Regions from separate parts of the Cricetulus griseus genome. Here region 2 is linked to region 1. A link is a contact called in public Hi-C data. All regions are on one chromosome and are shown on one strand. Each heading gives the region's core, a stretch centred on a gene start, on an enhancer-like site or on the middle of the called end of the contact. The rest is flanking DNA. Distances are from core to core; before and after follow the strand shown.

Evidence for each region. A called contact is a pair of places that touch in the nucleus more often than the background predicts.
Region 2: a Hi-C map of liver shows a contact between it and region 1, with 2.0 times the contacts expected there. The contact joins the promoter of Smim32 here to the promoter of Lect2 in region 1. A contact is called at or near these places in 2 of 8 Hi-C or Micro-C datasets (fibroblasts and liver).

The regions. Positions count from the first base shown.
Region 1 is chr3:275,566,091-275,569,696 of CriGri-PICRH-1.0, reverse strand. It overlaps Lect2 (leukocyte cell-derived chemotaxin-2), which reads left to right and starts at 2,071. Exons shown (of 4, transcript XM_027409741.2): 1 at 2,071-2,116. The coding sequence starts at 2,071.
Region 2 is chr3:275,770,619-275,774,224 of CriGri-PICRH-1.0, reverse strand. Smim32 (small integral membrane protein 32) reads left to right here and starts at 1,916. Exons shown (of 1, transcript XM_035443048.1): 1 at 1,916-2,227. The coding sequence starts at 1,916. The coding sequence ends at 2,227.

The DNA.
Region 1 (3,606 bases), core at 822-3,321:
CTGTTTCATCACAGGTTTCAAGATAGACTGCTACCATCTGTTCTTCAATTTGGAGAGTTGCTACAGTTTCAGAGATAAAGATGGGTTGGGAAAAGGTTAATACAGAAGGCAGGGGAACCAAAGGCAGAGCCATAGGCAGAAAAGGCAATAAAACTGCTGGGACAAAAAGGTCTTGGGCATTTGAAAATGTGAGAGGTATTGCTAAATTGTCCTCTGAAAAGGTCAAACCGTCTTTTATTTTCAGTACATGTTCAGGTGTCTGCATATCCTCACTCTGCCTATCTGACAGGTGGAATTTTTCTCCTGCTTTGTAACCATTTGTAGGGGGTGCAGCTCATGCCCACTGCTTATTGGTGATCCATATTCATCCTGTTGTGAAATCTGCTGTTGCCTTCTGGTCATTTTCCTGTTGTTTCGTTTGCAAGGTGTTTCTTGTAAGATTCTCAGTATGTGGAGGGAGGAGACAGCAATCAGAACACACCATGCCATGCTTGGAATTGTCAAAGAACAAATTTAATAAAAGCTTTAAAAAACAGATACCTCATTTTATGTAGAAAAAAAGAACTGTTAAGATATTGGGAAATGGATGACGTGAACTTCTGATCCTCCTGTCTATCCCTGAGTTAGGAAACTAAAAGCTTATACCACATCTATTTTATGAGCATTGTGAGTGCTTGGTGATACACACACACACGCACACGCACACGCACACACGCACGCACGCACTCATGCACAGAGAGAGAGAGAGAGAGAGAGAGAGAGATTGGAATATTGTTTTCTTTATTGATGCAACACCTGATCAATGAATGGTCCCTCCAGTTTCTGGGGTTTGTTGTAGCCCGTGAAGAGCTGTGTGAACTGACATGCAGCCTTACCTGTACAGTTCTGTTATTGCTGCAGCCTGTGAAGAGTTTTCCTTCTGTCCTTGGGTCAGCGGGTTAGCCTGGGAATGCGGCCCTCTTGGCGTTGGCAGAGCACAGGAATGTTAGTATAAGACAATGGCTCCACAGGCCATGCTATCACCTCTGACTCACTTGGTCAATGCCATATAGCTGAGCCAAAATCCAGGGCTGGGGAATTCACTTCAGACCAGGAAGAGAAGCCACAGGGTGTGTGGTGCTGCAGAGGGTGAAGTGTTAAAAGACCATTTTCCAGAGCTTCTGACTAGGTATGCGAAGGAGAACTCTTCACAGAAAAGTCCATGTCCTTGTCTAATAAGGATATCAAGGAGCTGGTGGTTTGTATATGAAAATCTCAATTCAGAAAATGTAAGTACAAAAAAAAATGAAGCCCAGTCTGTGCTCCATGCTTTTGCATCCTTATTAGAAGGCAGCATTCATGAAGAGTAGCACGTTTGTTTAGGGAATTTAATGAAATGACATACTATACTACACTATACAATACATAATTCTAGAAGTGCTTTTTATTCAATACTATATTTAGAATCTAACTATACACACACACACACACACACACACACACACACACACACACACATATATATATATATATCTGTCTTCATTTAAGCTTTTGGTATTAATTTCCACTATCATAAACATTTAAAATCACATGCTCAAAAGAAATAAACATAATTTTATCAAAATGTTAAAATTATCTAAAATTTTATATAGATGAGATCTAACTGAAGTGACAAAAAAAAACCCATTATTTCTAGTCAATTCTCTACTAAAGCAAGCATTATCCATGGAAAGGTCTCCGTCAGACAGTACTAACTAAGCCCCATCCACACATACATGCTCCCTCTAGCCCCAATCAAAGGACACCAGTCTGCATCCAGTGTTGTCATTCCTGTTAATATGTAGTCAGGATTCCCAACAACACTGGCTGTCTCCCCAGATCAAAGGCTTGTACAGAGGCCTCTGAGCAACCAGACAGCTCTCCATGGCACGTTACAGTTTAACTTGCCTCATTTTGTTTTCTGCGTCTCACATTAAATCTAGGAGAAACACAGGATTCTAAAGCTAGCTTACTGGAGAATATTAACTCAGACTTGAATAGTGTGTGTACGGAGCAATTCTAGTCAGAGGAAGAGGCAGGAAGCAAATCCAGATGTTTTCCACAACAGTCTTCATTTCAGCAACTTTGATTTCCACTGGTAAGTTGAATGCCAGAATCCTGATTAATTAAAAAATTATACCTGATTTACCCCGATCTTAGGGGTAGACTTAAAGTCAATGATAACAAGATTGCAACATAAAACTTGATATGAATAACATAAAGTTTCGGTAGGTGAGAAAACGTGCATCGGGCAGGGCAGTGGGAAATTCTTCACCATCTCTTCCTGATGTCTGAGTCTTCAGTGAGGGAAATGCAAACAAATGTTGGTGTAAGAAGACTCTCAGACAAGCCTTCCCCATTCCTGGCCTGCAATTAATTTATTTGGTTTTTGAGACAGTATTTCTCTGTGTAGCCTAGCTGTCCTGGAACTCACTCTGCCTCCCAAGTGCTGGGATTAAAGGTGTTTGCTGACCTGGCCTGGAATTTAATCAGTTAACACCACTGCCCCCCACCCCACCCCCAAAAAACCATAGAAGATAAAATCTCAGGTAAGAGGTGAATGAATTGGATGTGGGAAATTCTGATACAAGCCTGGATTGGGATGAAGAGAAAGTCCACTTGATGCTCACAGTAGGTGAGAAAAACAGATTACTAATAAACGGTCCACTAGATGCCTCAGTTGTCCAGGATGAAGGCTGGCTCCAGAGCCATGCTGTTAGAGCTTGCTCAAGGATTTATTCGAAGCTTGGATCTATGGTAGAAGGCTTTTGAGACTCATAGTTTAAGTTACATAAAGGATAAGATGAATGGCCATATTCGGTAGCTTTTCTTCACAGCATTCATATTAGTGAAGAGTAAAATATCTTGAAATGAAACCAACCATCAAATTAGCAGGCTCCTATTTTCACTTCAAAATGAGAGGCTAAAATTGCTAACGGTACCTCTGTGAATATTAACATTGAGAATCAGGGAATTCAATTCAATTGATACTACTTATAATATTAAAGGGGTAAGTTGCACTTAAAGTTTGCATAAAATATGCTGGAGAGACAGGTGTCTCTCAACATATTTACTCTTATAGCCTTCATATAATCATCTCCATTCCCTTCCCAGCCTCCTTTTGACCTTACTTTAGGCTACCTGTGGTTGATCACTTTAGACTACTTCTCAAATCCCCACTTTTATGCAGATAGGAGATTTAGTTCATGCCCCATAAAGCTGGCAAGCCTAGAGTATGCTTCGCCTGTGAGTCAAACATTTGCTTGGATGCCATTCTTAGATCTGATTATAAAGCAACATTTCAAAGTTATTGTGCAGTTCCTAAAGTTTGTTTTTAAGCTATGCTGTTTACTTTTCCTTAACCATAGTGTTTCCCAGGACTGCTAACAAGCAAAGAAAAACTGAAAAGCACAATTTATGCCATGAATGATTTGGCATAGTGAGACGAGGGGGTAGTGCTTATAAATAAGTATTTTATATGCCACAGAAGGGAATTATATAGCAAGGAGGTTAAGTTTTACATCTGAATCAGCTGTCCTGAGGAAAAATTTACCTATAAACTCCCAAAAGGAGGGGCAATAGACCCTA
Region 2 (3,606 bases), core at 667-3,166, 200 kb before region 1:
AGCACACAGGCTGCTCGCCAGGTCTAAGGCTGATAAGGGTGACAACTGAGTGGGTGTGGACAGTGCTGAGTCCCTATCGTGTCCTCCCTCCTAGTCCAGGGAGGCCCCCCAGGGTCCGCTACGTGGGACTGGAGCACTTTAGCCCATTGTTCCACTCAACACTTGGGGCCACCATGTCAACTCAGACAGGCTGAAGAGGCAGTTGAGGAAGGGACTCATGAGGATGACCTCTGGCCTGCCATGCTTTGGCTGTTCTTCCAACACTGCCTGTGGCCAAGCCCAGTGTGCAGAGGGAGAGTGGAAAAACTAGCAAGCTCCTCTTCCCATTGGCTTATTCAGCTGACAGCCCAGGTTTTCCTGAGGTATTTGCTTCTTCATGTGGGGAGGAAAAAGGAGCAGAGAGACACGGACATGAATGTGCGATTGTGGAAAGATCTCCCACTGTTGGTGAGGTAACAGAGCTGGCCCTAGGGTGAGGAGTGACAGAGACTTCTCCAGTGTGAAACTCAAGGAAGCCCCTGCCCTTGCACACGCTGAGGTCCTGTGCCTCTCACCCGAAGCGCCTGGCTCTGGCCTTGCTGCCCAGTAAGGCAGTAACGTCAAAGGCGGCCCATGTCTATTGAATGTCTGCCTGTTGAGTGTGGCGGCTGAGTGTTTGGCTCATGCATGAAGCAAGGACTTGCCACCACTGACAGCCCACTTCCGGTATGGCCACAGAGCCTTTTCCAGTCAATTCCCCAGTGGAGGGTCCCTCTTGGGATTCCTACATGACTCTAGCTTGTGTCAAATTGACAAAACTAATCACCTCACCCATTAAATGAGTGTTCTGTCCAGTAGCCTGTAGCTGGTCATAAATCAGTTGTGTGCCCCCCCCCAAAAAAAAAGGTAGATGGGGACTGAGCCCAGGCTCCCTTGCACTACAACCTTGTCAAGTGACATCCTTCCTGGGTTCCGGATCCATTTTGGGTAGGCAGAGCTGCCACAACACTATGACAGGTTGCAGCGTGGGACATGAACCCTGAAAGCTATGTCCTTTAGTCAAAGTGTAGTTAGAGACATGGACAGCAGCTACCAGAAACCACTCAGCCAGGAGAGGCCACTCACGGTGCAATATCCCGGGTTCAAATCCCAGCTTCTTCAATCCCAGGTGTGAGGCTTTGTAGACAGGGGAGAAGCAACCGGGAAGAGGGATTAAACCCCCGCTCCCCTGCTGGCCTTCTCTGCTCCTCCGCCCCCCTCCCCTCCCCTCCTCAGTGCCCTCCTTGGTGAGTGACAGAGGCAGCAGTCACAATGCTGCCCGCATTCTTTCTGATCCTCATCCATTGGTTAGCAGCCTTTCTCAGGGCAGTGCAGCAAATCCTGTCACCTCCCTGCCTCCCGCCCAGGACACACAGCGCTAGGAGCTCAGTCTCCAGCTCCAGCAGGAGCGAAGCGGTGTTAGGACAGGCTCCTGCACACCGGGTGCTGGACAAAGGACCCGAGGCTCTGGGACCCGGGAAGCGGAGGATCCTCGATACCCCAAGCCCAGCGCAGAGCCCCACAGAGTTGCTGCCGCGTTCACCGGCTCCCTTCGCAGCCGCTGCAGCCCAGCAGTGCTCCGGAGCTCACCGGAGCTGGAGAGGGACAGAAAAGCCGCCAGATGGGCCAGGGGCTCAGGACTCTGTCCTGGTAGCAACAACTAGAAGCGGAACGGCTGAGGTGCCTGGGTCCCCGCGGCTAAACATCTGGACAACACCCCCCCCCCGCCCGCCCGCGCGCCCCGGCCGTGGTCTTAGTGACCTCGCTGCCCGAGGGGCACCAATTCCTCCTCAGGTGCACGCAGCAGGGCAGGAGGGGAGCATCATGGAGGCTCTGAGCACCGCTGGTCTGCAGCAGAAGTGAGGTGGTCCTGCCGGGTCGGCGGGACCCGCGGATCATGTACGGCGACGTGTTCAATGCCACCAGCGGCCCGGAGGCAGCGGGAAGCGGCGCGCTGGCCCCCGGAGCCACTGTTAAGGCGGAGGGTGCTTTGCCCCTGGAACTGGCCACCGCGCGTGGCGTTCGGGACAGCTCGGCCACCAAGCCTGACCTGCCCACCTACCTGCTGCTCTTCTTCCTCCTGCTGCTGTCCGTGGCTCTCGTCGTCCTTTTCATCGGCTGCCAGCTGCGCCACTCGGCCTTTGCTGCGCTGCCCCACGACCGCTCACTGCGCGATGCCCGTGCGCCCTGGAAGACGCGGCCGGTATAGAGCAGACGGAATCAGGGCCGCGGGGCGATTGGTCTTGGCCTCGCAGAGCAGAGCAGGGTGGGCTCCGGAGTCACTGGCCCTTGGAACACTTCGCCTAGACCTAAAGACCCTTTCGGACCTGAAGAATAAGAGATGGCGGGAGAGCCATTGAGGTTGCGTGGGGACCTGGTCCAGGTACCTGAAAAGTACTCCCCAGGCGAGTCCCCCATCTGCCACCTACAGCGGATACTGCCAGGAAGCCATCCAGAAAGAGGAGTACCCACCGGGGCGCAGGAGCCTGGCCCGCCTGGTGAGTTCCTGATTTTGCTCGCAGCAGGCACTGCGAGCTCGGGACTAACCAGGAGCTGCCTGTCCCTGACTGGACTCCCTGCTACCACAGCTCTTGCTCTTTGACCCCGGTGATCCGATAGAGAAATGATGCAACGTTTCACTGTGTCTGGCTGGGGTCAAGTACCTAGTTTCCTTTAAGAACAGGGGCCAAGGAGGCCACTGGAGGGGCAGATGGTCACAGCCACTGGGTGCTGCAACGGAGAGTCTGCACCTCCAGCCTCCACGGACCACATTTCTACAATAAAAACTCACCAAATTAAACCCGCACTGAGAACACTGGTCACTGGTCACACCATTTTTGGAAATGGAATGCGAGCAGGTTCACACCCAGCAGGCATAGGCCTGCCAGGGTCAGGGCTGAGTTGAGTATACCAGCTCCTCTCTGGTTTCCTCCAGCATTTTACTTGCTCTAGAAAGTGTTTTGTTTTTGTTTTTTGGCAGACTCCAGGGATAACTGGATAAATTCCTGCTACCGGGACCCTATGGAGACCCTCTCTGCGAGGCAGGTCCTTCTTTCACACCTTGGCTCTCAGAGCTGTCTTGGACCTGGAGCTCCTGAACCAGGGCCAGGGCTTGGTGAAGGTAGGTTCTGAAGGGGAAGACAGAGCATCCTCCCAAGCAGAGAGAAGCCAGCCACGAGAACCCCCCAGGAAGAGACGCATGGGGATGAGGACAAAGAACTGGAGAGTGAGGAGATAGGGTCAAAGTTATCCTAATTCCAGGGAGGTGATTGGTTTTTGACACAGGATCTTGCAGCCCTGGCTGGCTTGGAACTCAGGAAGTCTGCCTGCCCCTTGGGCGACCATGGGCTAAAGGCATGGGCTACCATGACGAGCCAGGGCGTTATCGTAATAGGTGTGTAAGATACTTCAGGCGCCACTTGGCTTAAAGAAGTTCACTTCACTTGAGCTTAAGAGACATTTTCTACTGAAGAATTTGACATATTAATCCAGTTAATTCTAAGCCATGCTGGAGTCATGGGAGCTTTGAGAATCTAACCAGGAGAGGCCCATTGGCCCAAATGCATACACACAGAGAATTCTGCAACG